Linked DNA regions of Sus scrofa: all the other regions are linked to region 1. The links are chromatin contacts, called in public Hi-C maps. All regions are on one chromosome and are shown on one strand. Each heading gives the region's core, a stretch centred on a gene start, on an enhancer-like site or on the middle of the called end of the contact. The rest is flanking DNA. Distances are from core to core; before and after follow the strand shown. Region 1 holds the start of DHRS1 (dehydrogenase/reductase SDR family member 1). Region 2 holds the start of PSME2 (proteasome activator subunit 2). Region 3 holds the start of CARMIL3 (capping protein, Arp2/3 and myosin-I linker protein 3).

Region 1 (4,740 bases), core at 1,160-3,659:
TCAAAACTACCCTGAGATACCACCTCACACCAGTCAGAATGGCCATCATTAACAAGTCCACAAATAACAAATGCTGGAGAGGGTGTGGAGAAAAGGGAACCCTCCTGAACTGTTGGTGGGAATATAAACTGGTACAACCACTATGGAGAAGAGTATGGAGGTACCTTAGAAAACTATACACAGAACTACCATACGACCCAGCAATCCCACTCTTGGGCATATATCCAGACAAAACTTTCCTTAAAAAAGACACATACACCCGCATGTTCATTGCAGCATTATTCACAATAGCCAAGACATGGAAACAACCCAAATGTCCATTGACAGACCATTGGATTAGGAAGATGTGGTGTATATATACACAATGGAATACTGATCAGCCATTAAAAAGAACAAAATAATGCCATTTGTAGCAACATGGATGGAACTAGAGACTCTCATCCTGAGTGAAATAAGTCAAAAAGAGAAAGACAAATACCATATGATATCACTTATATCGGGAATCTAATATATGGCACAAATGAACCTTTCCACAGAAAAGAAAATCATGGACTTGGAGAATAGACTTGGGGTTGCCAAGGGGGAGGGGGAGGGAGTGGAATGGATTGGGAGCTTGGGGTTAACAGATGCAGACTATTGCCTTTGGAATGGGTTAGCCATGAGATCCTGCTGTGTAGCACTGGGAACTATGTCTGGTCACTTACGATGGAGCATGATAATGTGAGAAAAAAGAATGTATACATGTAGGTGTAACTGGGTCACCATGCTGTACAGTAGAAAATCAACAGAACACTGTAAACCAGCTATAATGGAAAAAAATAATAATCATTATATTTAAAAGAACTATCCTCACATTTTCCAGATCTGTGCACTGGGTCCCACTGTCAGACCTTCCTGCCTAACTTCTCACCCACATTTCCAGAACATTCTGTGCACACATATCACTTTCCATAATCACATCAATTACTTTTATCTTATCACTTACTGCATTAATATTACATTGAAATGATCCGTTTCTGCCTTGGACTTCCTGTTGGACTCTTTCTTTTTTTGGCCATGCCTGAGACATGGAAGTTCCAGGGCCAGGGGCTGAACCCATGCCACAACTGTAACCAGAGCCATAACAGTGACAATGCTAAATCCTTAACCCACTGAGTCACTAGAGAACTCTTGGACTCTTTTAAGAGCAGAAGTTATGTCTTACTAATCTTGTTAATTCCAGTGCTTCACCCAGTGCCTAGCAAATCAAAATCATCCCAATGTTGAAATGAAATCCAGTAGAAAAGTCAAGCAAAAATATACGATTCAATAAAGTCTTGACTAAATTAGAGAAAAGGCATAGGTCCACAACTTTTAGCTGCAATTTCAAAATCCCTGAAACACTCAACAGAAAGTTTTTTTCATAAAATTCACTCAGTGGCAAAATGTGACCTGAAGCTAGGGCGTTTATTTATCCCACGTTCGGTACATATTCATGCTTTGTTGAGGAATATCATGGTTTCAGGTAAGGAATTAGAGGGAAGTTAATGGGAAGAGCTCCCTCAGGTGGTTTCTGCCCCTGGGGTCCCAGAGGACGCACTCACCTCCTGGGCAGTGACCTGCAGCGTGTCAAGATGGCGGCCAGTGATGTAAACTGTGGCACCTGCTTCGCAGAGCTGTAAAGCGATGCCACGGCCAATACCCCTGGAAGCACCTGTCACCACGCACACTTGGCCCTGCATGGGTGCTACCATGACTCACAAGAGAAGGGGTTAAATCTGTGGAAGCAAAGACCTGCTCTGAGGAAAAGACTGTGTATGTCGGGGGCGGCCTCTGACAAAGGTAAGAGGGAGAGCCAAGGTTGAGATCCTTTGAAGGGAGAGAAGTTTCAGAGGGGGCCAACTAGTGCAGGCTCCCGGACAAGGCTGGCTGTCCTTTCTGGGAAGCCAAGGAGTTTAGAAGGGGACTGTGTGAGGCTGTCCAGGCCGGCCACCTACTGGGACTATGAGTGGGGCTGACTGGGTGGGAGACTGTGGCAGGACAGTTCTGGCGCGTCCACGCAGAGTCCTGTACTATCTAGAGCTCTGGCCACTGGTCCGGAGGCAGTGGAGTGGGCGGGGGGCCCAGGGACCGTAAGCCTTAAGTGGAGGGGGCTCGTGCCTCTTACCTGCCACCTGTGCTGCCTCTGGACTCGTCACACCGTCTCGCTCGTTCTCGGAGGACTTTAATTCCGTTTTCAGGGGCGGGACAAGGCGACGTCAACCGGGTCAGAATACGACGCTGGGGTGGAAGTCCGCGCTCTGGCCGGGTTTCCGCCGTGGACGCGGAGGGAAGCACGACTTCAGATGTGCGAGGGGACCCCACAAACAGGGGCGGGGCGATCCCGTGGCCCAGCCACGCCCACCCCGGAAGGGGCCGTCGCGCGGCTCTGACGTGTAACGCTGCGCCCTGAGCGTGCCGGCGTGTCTAAACTCTACCCTGCCCCAGCCCTCACCTGCTGCGTGAGTGTTCCTTGGCCGCTAAGGAAGGTTTTGCTGGCGGAGCGGGCACGGAGCAGCCATGGGGCTGGGCCCGCGCTCCTGCCACCCGGCGGGGCGAGGGTTCCCAGCTGGCGGCAAACGAGGACGCGGAGCCAAGGGTTCGGGGCGCCCCGCATCAAGCCGCCAGCAACCTTGCCCGCCTCCGGAGGGGCGCTCGGAGCCAGCTACAGATGCCCACCCTCACCTGAGCTCCGAAGCTCTAGGATATTTCCGTCGGGCGCTCTCCGCGCTGAAAGAGGCCCCCGAGGCAGGAGAAGAACGAGGTAGGAAGCAACTTCGGGGTGAGATCAAGGAAGGGGCTCGTTGGGCATAAAATTCAGGACAGGCAAGGACATTTTCGTGGGTCCCCGGGGTGTAGGGACTTAGTTTCTATCTCCTGTATCCCCTTTCTTACTCCCCGCCCCTTGGATAGGTGATGGAACATAACCTTATTCTCCTTTCGGTCTCTTCGATATATTTCTTTTTTTTGTTTTTCCAGAGCTGATGGTGCACAATGTTTTGAAAGAAGTGGAGGCTCAGGCCCTGGCCCTGGCTACAAACAGGACTGGTAGTGAGATGCTGCAGGAACTCTTAGGGTTCAGTCCCCTGAAACCGCTGTGTCGAGTATGGGCTGTTCTGCGCCCCAACTTGCGCTTTGTGGCCTGCCATCGATGTGGGGTCCATGTACTGCAAAGTGCTTTGCTGCAGCTGCCTCGATTGCTAGGGAGCCCTGCAGAGGAGGAGGAGGAGGAGGAAGAGGAGGAGAATGGGAAGGATGATTCTTTGGAGACCGTGGAGGAGTTGGTCCTGGGACTAGCTGCTGAGGTGTGTGATGATTTTCTTTTCTACTGTGGAGACACACATGGCAGCTTCGTGGTCAGAACTTTGCTGCAGGTATTGGGAGGCACTCTTCTGGATTCTGAGAGAGCCAGGCATCGAGGTTCCCAGTCACCTGGTAAGTATTACAGGAGAGGGATGTGGACCTAGAGGGAAGGAGAGTTTGGAAGTTCAGAAGTAGAGAATAAGCAGAATATTTCTTCATGACCTTGAGGAATTATCAGAGAAATTAGGACAGGGATAGCAGGTGAAAGATTAGTGTGCATAGAGGCCCAGAGGTAAGATGCATAGGTGTGTTTAGGGGACAGAGCTGTTAGAAGAATGGGAGGAAGTGGAAGAGGTGATTCATTCAAACATTGGATTTCCTTTTTTTTTTTTTTTTAAACCAAAATTCACAGTAAGAAAAAAAATTTTTTAAATATAACTCAACATTCTTGTGCGTTTATATGCACATATTGGATTCAAGCAAAAGTTCAGGAAACCATGCCCTTACTACATGCAACCCACTTTGGTATTTTCTTTCTTTTCTTATTTAATTCTTTTGTGTTCCATTAAAAATGCTTGTTGTGGGAGTTCTCACTGTGGTTAAGTATCCAGCGTTGTATGCAGTGGCTTGGGTCTCTGCTGAGGCTTGGGTTTGATCCCTTACCAGCATGCAGTGGGTTAAGGATCCAGCCTTACTGCATCTGAGGCATAGGTTGCAGTAGCTCAGATTCAGTCCCTGACTGGAGAACTTTCTTTTTTTTGTCTTTTTTTTTGCTATTTCTTGGGCCGCTCCCGCGGCATATGGAGGTTCCCAGGCTAGGGGTTGAATCGGAGCTGTAGCCACCGGCCTACGCCAGAGCCACAGCAACACGAGATCCAAGCCGCGTCTGCAACCTATACCACAGCTCACGGCAACGCCGGATCGTTAACCCACTGAGCAAGGGCAGGGACCGAACCCGCAACCTCATGGTTCCTAGTCGGATTCGTTAACCACTGCGCCACGACGGGAACTCCTGGAGAACTTTCATATGTGAAAGGTTCAGCCAAAAAAAAAAAAAAAAGTAATAATAACAATAATCCTTGTGGAGACCCACTTAATTGATTTCATGATATACTCATAGGCAATGATTTACATTTTGGAAAACACTGAGAAATAAGGTGAGTTTAGGTGAGGCCTAATTTTGGAACCCCTTGAATTCCTGGCTGAAAAGTTTGAACTATCTCCTATGGACCATGGGGGGCTGGTTTAAGTTTCTTAGAAAAATTAAAATGGAAATGTAGTCTCAGTTTAGTCACCCAGATGAAAAGACGTTGAGTTGAGGCGTACGTGTTCTGTATCTCCAAGCCGAATGCTAGTTCACCTGTGGCATTCGTCTCTTTCCTGGATGGCTGTTTGTGATCTCATCACTGCGCACATTCT
Region 2 (4,903 bases), core at 706-3,205, 160 kb before region 1:
TAAGTGACTTACTTAAGGTAACCAATTAGGTAAGTGATAGAGTCAGGATTCGAATGAAGGCAGTCTCCCTCTAGGGTCCAAGCTCTTAAACCAACTCACTGTATCAGAGCACCTGCACTGTGTACCTGCTACAGCAGTAGGTTCTGAGGTTATGGAGGGGGATGCAACACAGTTTGATTTAGAGGGTACCACTGTAATATCAGAGGTCTAGCAGAACAAGGAGAGCAAAAGTTATCTAAACACAAGGCACAGAAGGAAGCTCCCTATTTTGAGAATAGGTTCCTAAAGGAAGGACTTGGAACTCTGAAGGAGATCAAGGCATGGCCTTGCTTGTCTTCTCTTTCTATGTCCCCCAGTTTCCCAAGCTTACCAGAATGCATTTTTCTTTGAGAGTCCAGACTTCTGGCTTAACCAGGCCAAGCAAGGCCAGGATCTTCTCGTTCCCAGGGAGAAAGCCACACTTAGGGACTGTGAGAAAGAGGAGATTTAGATCCCTTCACATCCAGCAATCAGTGTGCCATTTCTCTTTCCCTAACCTCCCCCCTTCCCCTCTTACCTTCTTTCTTCTCCTGCTTATCTGTTTCCATCTAAGGAGAAAAGGGGGGAAGAAACTTTAGAAAAGTCATGGAGGTTGGCAGACCATTATGTACAGTGGATTTATAGCCCAAGCCCTATGCCCTAAGTGCCTCACCTCATCATCCTTGGGTGGGGGGTCTGGGATGGGGATGTCCAGCGGGGCCCGGAGAGAAGTGAGGTCGGTCACGTTGAGGGAGTCCTCCTGCACAGAGCTCACTGTCAGGGACTGCCCAGCCTCTTCCCGTCCTCCTGAGTCACAGCCTTCCCCCACACACATCGTACCCACCCTCCTCCTCCCAACCTAGGCTGAGGCTTGGCACTATCCTAATGTTCCCAGTCCACTACTCGCAACTCTTCTCTGCAGTTGGAGCCCAGCTGTTAGCTAGAGAGAGTGGATGGAGAGGAGAGGGGCCATGGGTTGGGACAGAAGAGGTTCACTCTACTCACTTGCAAGAGCTGACTCAGGTATATGATTTTCTGAGGCAAAAATCTGTAGAGGAATTCCTCAGCCTGCGGGTTATGTTTCAAGGGTAAGAATCACAGAAGACACTCAGTGAGAAGTCTGAGGAGTGGGACTGGAAGGGCCCTTGGAAATCTTTGAATCCAATACTTACAAATGAGGAAACTGAATCCCTGAAAAGTGAAGGGAGCAAGCTGGGAAGTGGTAGAACCAAGGTTAGAACTGTGGTATTCCCGCTTTGGGGCTACAGCTTTTCCCTTCACACCGAAAGATGGGAGAGGAAGTGGCATAAGTGGGGAAGGTATTAAGAGGGGTCAAAGTAAAAGAAGAGATTAGTAACTAGGAGCTTATCTTGGGTGAAGGTTGATAAGGGAAGTAGGGCCTGGGTCGAGGGTGGGTTTAGGGGTCTGGGAAGTTGCAATGCTCAGGAATTGGTCTGAGATTCTGCGTCAAATCACTTGAATCCAGAAGACTTACCTCCTGGAAAAGATTTTGCCTGAAGACATCCACCTGCAGAGAGAGCAGTACCCGGATGTTGGTTAAGGGTCTCACTTGCCCACAGTAAGACCCCACCCCCAACAGGATGCCCTCCAACTTGGCTCAGGCCTTTCCCACTACAAGCCACATTTCCCTGGAAGCCCCTGCCCAAGGTAGAGACTGCTCAGAGGGCAGGAATCTGGGACTCTCGGGACAGAAGTGAAAGCACTTAGGGAGGTTGGGGGATTTCTCTGGCACGGCCTTGGTCCCCTGGAGCACCCAGTTTGGCTTCCATTCGGGAGGGCTTTTGGACCCTTCCTGGCCTCCCGGTTCCCCATACCTGTTTGCGGGCTTCCCCGCTCAGGCGCACCCCACAAGGCTTGGCCATGCTGCTCCAGTTGCTGCTAGATCTCCGGTCTCCCCGCTCGCAGCCTGGGCTTTCGCTTTCACTCCCCACGTCCAGGCCCGCCCCCCTCAACCCCGCCCCCTTCCTTCTTTTCCCCCTCCCCCTGGAAGGCAGCAAACTGTTGGGAGCCCCTCTGCCATTCTCGGCCTGTGCGACTAGGAGAGGCGGTGCTGACTTGGTCACAAGCCCAGGGGCTGTCCAGGGGAGGGGCTAGGACAAGTTGGACCGCGGAGACTGAACAGGGGCTGTCCCTTGGAGAAGGGGCGGGGCTTATGGGGGGGAAGAACATCAAGGGGATGTCCAGGTTTGGGGTGAGAGGGTGGAAGAGTGGGAAAGGGGGTGTTTAGTGGTGGGGCTCCCCTAGGAAGGCTCGACTGAGGGGAGGGGCCTGAGAGAGATCAGAGTCGGGTAGGAGAAGTAGTAGGCGGGAGAAGGGATAGCAGGATATGGAAGGGAACAGGCGGGTCTTCCTCCCGGAGGACGCCCTGTCTTCAAGACCGACTGGAAAAGGGACTTGTGTAGGGTTCAGGCTGGCAGAGTTGAGTTCCTGAGTGGGATTTCCCCTGTGGGGTTCGGGTAGAGAGAAGGGCTTTGAGGGAAATAAAATAACACCGAACCTGGGGCTATACACAGGGGTTGGCACCGGACTGGACCAAGGTAGGGAAGAGCGCTAGAACAAGGTTTAAAGCCTAGAAGCTCTGAGGGAGGAGCCAGTGACTATTTACCATTCTCATTGGCTGAGGCTTGTTGGCCACGCCCCGGTCTCCTGGGCCCCGCCCCTCCTTAAGTTTAAACCCCTCCCCTTCCCCTGAAACTGGGTCGCAATCCCGCCCTCTTCCCTAGTACTTCCTGTTCCCGCTAATCCTGGCGTGGGGCCCGAGGCCCAAGAGTGACCGTGGCCTGAGTGACTTAGGGTTCCCGTGCCGACCGTGTCGCTCCGCGAAGCCAGACCCCAGGTGCTCGGGGCGGCTCTCGGGCCGCGCCCAACCTGCTCTGGGTTCCGGCGGGCAGCGGACTGGGGCAGACTCCTGTCTTAGGATGCCTAGGGAGGAGGAGGAGCGAGCCTTCCTGGAGGCCCGCGAGGAGCTGGCGAACGCCCTGAGGAGGGATTCCGGGCAGGCGTTTTCGGTGGAGCAGCTTCGGCCACTACTGGTCACCTCTCTGCCGCCAGCAGCCCGCTACTTGCAGCTGAACGCTGCACGCCTGGTCCGCTGCAACGCTCATGGGGAGGTGAGGCCCAGCCCCGCCTAGGAGGGGGACAGGGGAGCAGAGGTCCGGTCGGGGCTCACAGCTCTCTGCTCTCTGACTGCTCTCAGCCCCGAAACTACCTCAGCACCCTCTCCACGGCCCTGAACATCCTGGAGAAATATGGCCGCAACCTTCTCAGTCCTCAGCGGCCCCGGTACTGGCGCGGGGTCAAGTTTAATAACCCTGTCTTTCGCAGTACGGTGGATGCTGTGCAGGTGAAGCCTCTGGGCCCCTTATGGGGGAAGGGGACTTAACCTGGGCTGGGGGTTGGCTAGAAAGGCCCTGAGGCTGTGCTGAATGGGGAGAGGTCCAGCCCTATTGGGAAGGGGGCCTGCTGGCCCTGACTAGTTTGAATGTGTGGCAGGGGGGCCGGGATGTTCTGCGATTATATGGCTACACAGAGGAGCAGCCAGATGGATTAAGCTTCCCTGAGGGGCAGGAGGAACCAGATGAGCACCAAGTTGCCACAGTCACACTGGAAGTACTGCTGCTCCGGACAGAGCTCAGTCTTCTGTTACAGGTGAGGTATCTTTAGTCCCGAGTACTTAAATTAAGCACCAGGGCTGGTGAGCCCAGCCTAACAACAAAGATAGTCTGGGGACCCCCATGCTGCTGAACCATGGGCATAGTCCCCATAGTGACTTGGGAACTCCTTGTACTTTTCACCTTGTAAATGTTGGGGGGTCAAGGCTTTGAGGGAGGGCCTTGCTCTGGGGCTGTAGGTGGAAACTCTTCTTATCTCGTCTGCAGAATACTCATCCAAAACCTCAAGCACTGGAGCAGCTGCTGAAAGACAAGGTTGAAGATGATGTAAGGAAGGCAGGAATGGGGCCCTGGGTGAACAAAGGGGACCTCCTGTGGGCCTGTATCCCCAAGCCCTTGCTCATTCCCTGCCATTTTTCCTCAGATATTGCAGCTCTCAGAGTTTGCCCCCTTACTGAGACAGATTGCTCCTGGCCCCCTCACCACACCCTCTGCCCCAGGTATTACTGTCCTCAACTGGGGGGAGGGAGTGCTAGTAGATCATACTGATGGAAGTTTCCTCTATTTTCTTGGTTCTCTATCTTCTTCCTTTCTTTTTAGAAAGAGATTATAGTTTCCTTGGGTTGAAAAGATATGCTGAAAAGTAGTCTGTGATTTGTCCCCCCGTAGAGTCAGGTGTAACCTGGTCTTTTTCAGAAGGGTGTTCCATTCCCTTTTTTTTCTTTTTTTTTCTTTCTTTCTTTTTTTTTTTTTTTAAATGGCTGCACCTGCAACCTATGGACATCCCCAGGCCAGGGATTGAATCTGAGCTACAGCTGTGAGCCATGGCACAGATGCAGCCACACCAGATCTAACCTGCTGCCCCAGGCCAGGGATTGAACTTGCACCTCCACAGCAACCTGAGCCACTGCAGTCATGTTCTTAACCCACTGTGCCACAGCGAGAACTCCGAGTTGTTTTCTTTCTTTCTTGACCTCCAGGCTCCACACCTGGTCCCTGCTTCCTCTGCGGTTCTGCTCCAGGCACACTGCACTGCTCATCCTGTAAACAGGCCTTGTGCCCAACTTGCGATTGTCTCTTCCATGGACACCCAGACCGAGCACATCACCTCCGCCAGACCTTGCCAGGGGTCCCCCAGGCTACCCACCTGACCCCCAGGTGAGAGGCTTTCTCTTCTGTGTGGGAGCAAAATTGAGGAAACTTAAAATTACTTGACTATTGGAGTTCCCATCATGGCTCAGCAGAAATGAATC
Region 3 (4,761 bases), core at 1,947-4,446, 250 kb before region 1:
CACCAGATCCTTAACCTGCTGCTCCCCCAGAGAGCTCCCAGGCATGCTCTCCTTTGCTTCAAACACAGACTTCACAGGTTTGTGAACACTGCTTCACTACAGTGGCATGTGCAAGGAGTCTGCCACCACTGCAAAAACCAAACTCAGAGGTGTCCGAGTTTAGCAGAGCAGAACCCTGGGGGAGACCCTGACACTTCTCTCTCCACCTGGGGGTTTGCCTAACTCCCAGGCTTCCCTAACAATGAGAGGCCAAGCATGCTTTTTTAGTTCTCATTGAATAGAAAGAGTCATATTTGTCATATTTTTCTTTTTTTTTTTTTTTTTTTTTTGCTTTTTAGGGCCACACCCTCAGCATATGGAAGTTCCTAGGCTAGGGGTCCAATCAGAGCCTACACCACAGCCAGATCCAAGCCGCATCTCACGGCAACACCAGATCCCAACCCACCGAGCGAGGCCAGGGATCGAACCCACATCCTCATGGATCCTAGTCGGGTTTGTTTACCACTGAGCCACAAAGGGAATTCCAAGAGTCGTCATTTCCCAAGTTCAGACTGATGATCGTACAATCCACATAAAAGGAATTGAAGAGCTTTCCTACGTCCCCAAACTCCCAAACTCCCGTTGCCTAAGAAAACTAGCCTCTTCCCCAAAGGATTAGCTGAATTTTGGGCACCTTTCTCTGGCTCCCTGACTCTCTCCAGCTTCTGGCTTCTGAGAACTCTCTTGTCTTTAGCTCCTCTACCTTGTCCCCTCAAGGACACATACCAGCAATGCCTACTTGAGGAGGGAGACCCCCTCAAGTGCCCCCAAAGCCGTTCTGCTGTGAGGCAGGAGCTCCAAGGCCTGGTTCACAACTCATTATTGTCATGCTCCAGCCGCAGTGAATGATCTGGCCCCAGGCTCCTCAGTCTTGGATGCAAATTCAAATCAGCTGAGGTGCCTGTAAAAACACAAATACTCAAGCCCCACTCCCAGAGATTCTTTTTTTAACTGGCCTAAGGTAGGACCTAGGCATCTTTAAGGGGCAAGGGCAGGTGGAGAGGGAGAAGGTAAACCTCCCAGATGACTACATTGTGCAGTCAGAGTGGAAACCCACTAGTCCAGGCCTTTTAGGTTTGAGGTACCCATTCTACCCACCTCTAGAGCATTCTATGGTAGTTAGAGTGTTCCCTAACTATGTAATCACTGATACAAACACTGAGAATTAGCGCAATCTCTCAAAATGACTTTAAGTGACAGAAACAGGTTCCTGAAAAAGTTGTCTGTGAATTGAAGCTGTACAAATGGAGTCATTTTTAAACAAATCATTTACTGTCTCACAGACTCCTTGGCACTTGAATAGTATGCACACATGTGAAACAAATTCTTTGAAGAATGAAATAGCTGCTCATCGGTTTATCTATGTAACTTTAGATTTTGGTGTCCTGAGTTCAGTAAAAAACAGTGTCTCAGGGTTCCCACTGTGGCTCAGCAGTAATGAAACCAACCATGAGGATGCAGGTTTGATCCCTGGTCTCACTCAGTGGGTCAAGAATCTGGCATTGCCATGAGCTGTGGTGTAGGTCACAGCCACAGCTCGGATCCTGCATTGCTGTGGCTGTGGCATAGGCCAGCAGCTATAGCTCTGATTCGACCCCTAGCCAGGAGACCTTCCATATGCTGCAGGTGCAGCCCTAAAAAGCAAAAAATAAAAAAGAACAAAAAAACAAAGTGTCTCTATTTTACATGAATGTAATGTGTGGTGGCTTTTGCAAAGTACAGTGTTAATGCTTATAGTTACCTTTTCTTCATGGTAACCCTATTTGATGGACAGTACACTGGTCCTGAAAAATCATCTGATGCTTTTTGATTAAGCAGATTTCTTTCCCTGTTTGATTTTTACTCCCTTTCTGTTTCTTCTCCTCCCCAGGTTAGGCAATCCAGAGGACTGTGCGGGCATCGTGTCTTTCCTATGCTCTGAAGATGCCAGCTACATCACTGGGGAGACAGTGGTAGTGGGTGGAGGGACCGCATCCCGCCTCTGAGGACCTGGAGAGCATCCACCAGGGCAGAGATTGGGCTCCAGCTCCTGTTCCAGCATTCATCAACTGGTTTCCCACCTCTGCCTAGCATTCTGCTCACAATACACCATAACCCCTACCCACCCCCCCCAAATCAGTTCTGCCCTGTGAAAAGAGCCAGCGTCCTTGTCCTCTGCTGTCAAGCTGTGGTCTAATGAGGATTTTCCCTGTTGCTGTAGCCTTCAATAAAGACCTCCCCTGAGAGCACAAGGTAGACCTGCTCAGAGGGCTGAGTCTACCTTAGCAAAGATCAACTAATTTTTTTTTTTTTTTTTTTTTTTTCTGGGCATCAGGGTAATTTGAGGGATATGGGAGAAGGAAACCTGGATTGGAGGGAACAGGGTTAGAAATCAACGACGTGCAAATCTAGTGCAAAGAAAATGCAAATGATCACAGTGGTTTGAATCAATGTTCATTTTTCAGCGTAGGGTGCATAGGTGTGTTAGCCAAGCAGAGAGCCTAAATTTGAGTGGACGGGATGCCCTTAAGGTTCTCCTGGATCCCAAGTCTGCATCCCCTTAGCCTTCCTCCCTGTCTCCAGGACCTGAGCGTAAGGCTCCGGGATGGGGATGGAGGTGTTTGCAGAGCTGCCAGCAGGGAGGAGGTGGCGCGGGAATTCCCAGGTGCTACTCTCGGCCGCACACCCGCGGGGACGGTGCCAAGGACGCCGCAGGGATCCCCAAGGCTGGGCAAGCGGGAAAAGAAGGATAAACTGCTCTAGATCCGGCCAGGTCCTCTCCCAACATTGCCCTCAGCCGCGAGTTCCTTCCTTCGCGGTTCAGCAAGGACAACCTGGACGGGTCCCGAGCAAGAAATGAAAAGGGAGGAGCCTTGCAAGAATGACCCGGCAAGGGGTACACAGAGCTACAAACAAAAGAAATGGGTTCTGCTCACAGTGCCCGAGGAGTGGGGTGACACGAAAAGTGGGGACCCTGCCCCCCGCCTGGGAGATGACCCGGGCTCCAGGAGACAAGCACAGGGCGTCGCACGCGGGGGCCGGCGGGAGGGGTGGGCGCGAGCGCGCGCGGGGTCTCACGCGGCTCCGAGGCGCGGCGCGCATGCTCAGTCTGGCACCTCTCCGGGAGGGGCGGGAGACCCGGCGCTCCGAGGCGGGGGGAGGAGCGCTCGCGCAGCCGCCCCTGACAGGAGCGGGCTCCGCGGCTGCTGCAGCGCTCAGCGCCGGGGCCCTGCCGGAGCCGGGTCTAGCATGTGCCGCGGCTCCCCGGCGGCGGCAGCGGCGGCAGCGGCTCCTCTGCAGCAACACCGGCAGCAACGGCCGCCATGGCCAAGTCCAGCGCGGAGCTCACCCGCGAGCTGCAAGGTACGAGGCTGCGGTGGTCTCCGGGACGCCCCGTCCGGGAGCCTCCCAGACCCAGTGCGTTCCTCTCCGCGGTACACCCCGGTGCCTCCCGCCCCTCATGCATCCCCATTCCAAGGCACCCCCCTGCCCCTGCATCCCAGCTCGGGGTATCGCTGTCCCCAGAGCATCCTCCGCTGGCCCCCTCTTCTCACCCTGTCAGGACCTTCCTGTCCCAGAGCCTCCCGTCCCGATCTTCAGTGACAGATGCAGTCCCTTTACGCTCCCTGGGGCTGACTCTCAGCAATCCTGGCCCAACCCTCGGCGAAGCATCCAGTCTCTCCTCCAGAGAGTCCCCGTTTCCCCGCCGGGCGGGGCCAGGCCCGCCCCGCCGGGTGATGGGAGCTGCCCCAGGTCCTGACCGCCTCTGGGCTCAACACCCTTCCTCCTCTGGGCCCCGCCCCGGAACTGGCTCCGGAGAGCCCCATGGCAGCCCGTCTCTGCACCCCGGCCAGTGGGGCAAAGAAGGGAGTCAGGAAAGAGGGCCCGAATTGGAGCAAAAACCAAGAGGAGGGTCTCTGCAGCTCTCCTACCACGGCCCCGGTCCCAGCCTGCCCTCTTCTCTCTACCCCCCTCACCCAACACCTCAAGGCCTCTCCTGCCTTGCAGCAGTTCTTAGACTTGGTCCAAACCAAGGGCCGATCCCCTAGCTCTGCCACAACCCTGACCCCCAGAGGCGGGAGCACAGGCTAGCCCACGCAGAGACCAGGACGCTCAAGGATACTCAGAGGCATGCTCTGCACCGTTTCAATTTCCCACACCTCCACACACACACAAGCACAATCTTGAGATGTGTGTACACACATCTTTGCAGAAACAGCACACACACACACATGCACATACATACTGGGATATCTGGATGGTTTCGCCAGCAGATGGGTTTGGGACTCATTTAAACACTCCTTCCTACCTCCCTACCCCCTACTCAGAACTGGCTGGCTCTATGCCCCTTTCACAACTGCAAGCACAGCATACTCATTCACACTTAGCCATGCCCACCAATACCACACACGGGCTCCCTGGCATCTTCTTTACATGCATAGTAAAAGGCAGACACTCACACCCAGACCACCTAAAATATAGTCAAAGGGACACCCCCACACTCCCCACACTGACTCACTGTGGATGTGTCCACAGCTGCTGGACTACACGGGTCAGAAAAATCCTTCACATTCTCTCACAGTGTCACTCAGCTACTGTCCCCCCTCGGTTTTCTCCACACCCTCCAGCCTCTCTAATAAAAAAGAAAAGTCACCCAAGAAGGAAAGGTCTCAGTCCCGGTCCTTCTTTGCCTCTCTCTGATTCTCTCCCCTCCCCTCCCACCTGACCCCTGGAGCGCCTTGG

What was found. Hi-C and Micro-C count contacts between places; a contact is called where the count stands out from the background.
Region 2: a contact with region 1 is called in a Hi-C map of heart right ventricle, with 2.2 times the contacts expected there. The contact joins the promoter of PSME2 here to the promoter of DHRS1 in region 1. A contact is called at or near these places in 1 of 5 promoter capture datasets (liver), 1 of 47 Hi-C or Micro-C datasets (heart right ventricle) and 1 of 2 datasets of contacts at active chromatin or transcription factors (alveolar macrophages).
Region 3: a Hi-C map of embryonic fibroblasts shows a contact between it and region 1, with 2.0 times the contacts expected there. The contact joins the promoter of CARMIL3 here to the promoter of DHRS1 in region 1. A contact is called at or near these places in 6 of 47 Hi-C or Micro-C datasets (embryonic fibroblasts, heart right ventricle, liver and 2 more).

Annotation. Positions count from the first base shown.
Region 1 is chr7:74,989,789-74,994,528 of Sscrofa11.1, reverse strand. DHRS1 (dehydrogenase/reductase SDR family member 1) reads right to left here and starts at 2,409. Exons shown (of 9, transcript XM_003128543.4): 1 at 2,147-2,409; 2 at 1,584-1,757. The coding sequence starts at 1,733. NOP9 (nucleolar protein 9) reads left to right here and starts at 2,421. Exons shown (of 10, transcript XM_001927718.4): 1 at 2,421-2,782; 2 at 2,998-3,453. The coding sequence starts at 2,539.
Region 2 is chr7:75,151,647-75,156,549 of Sscrofa11.1, reverse strand. It overlaps PSME2 (proteasome activator subunit 2), which reads right to left and starts at 1,955. Exons shown (of 11, transcript NM_214279.1): 1 at 1,854-1,955; 2 at 1,514-1,546; 3 at 1,024-1,086; 4 at 692-778; 5 at 557-587; 6 at 371-468. The coding sequence starts at 1,901.
Region 3 is chr7:75,239,678-75,244,438 of Sscrofa11.1, reverse strand. CARMIL3 (capping protein, Arp2/3 and myosin-I linker protein 3) reads left to right here and starts at 3,196. Exons shown (of 41, transcript XM_021099222.1): 1 at 3,196-3,381. The coding sequence starts at 3,342. It overlaps DHRS4 (dehydrogenase/reductase (SDR family) member 4), which reads left to right. Exons shown (of 8, transcript NM_214019.2): 8 at 1,910-2,318. The coding sequence ends at 2,024. It overlaps LOC106504467 (a long non-coding RNA gene), which reads right to left. Exons shown (of 2, transcript XR_001297957.2): 1 at 3,573-4,761; 2 at 2,460-3,374.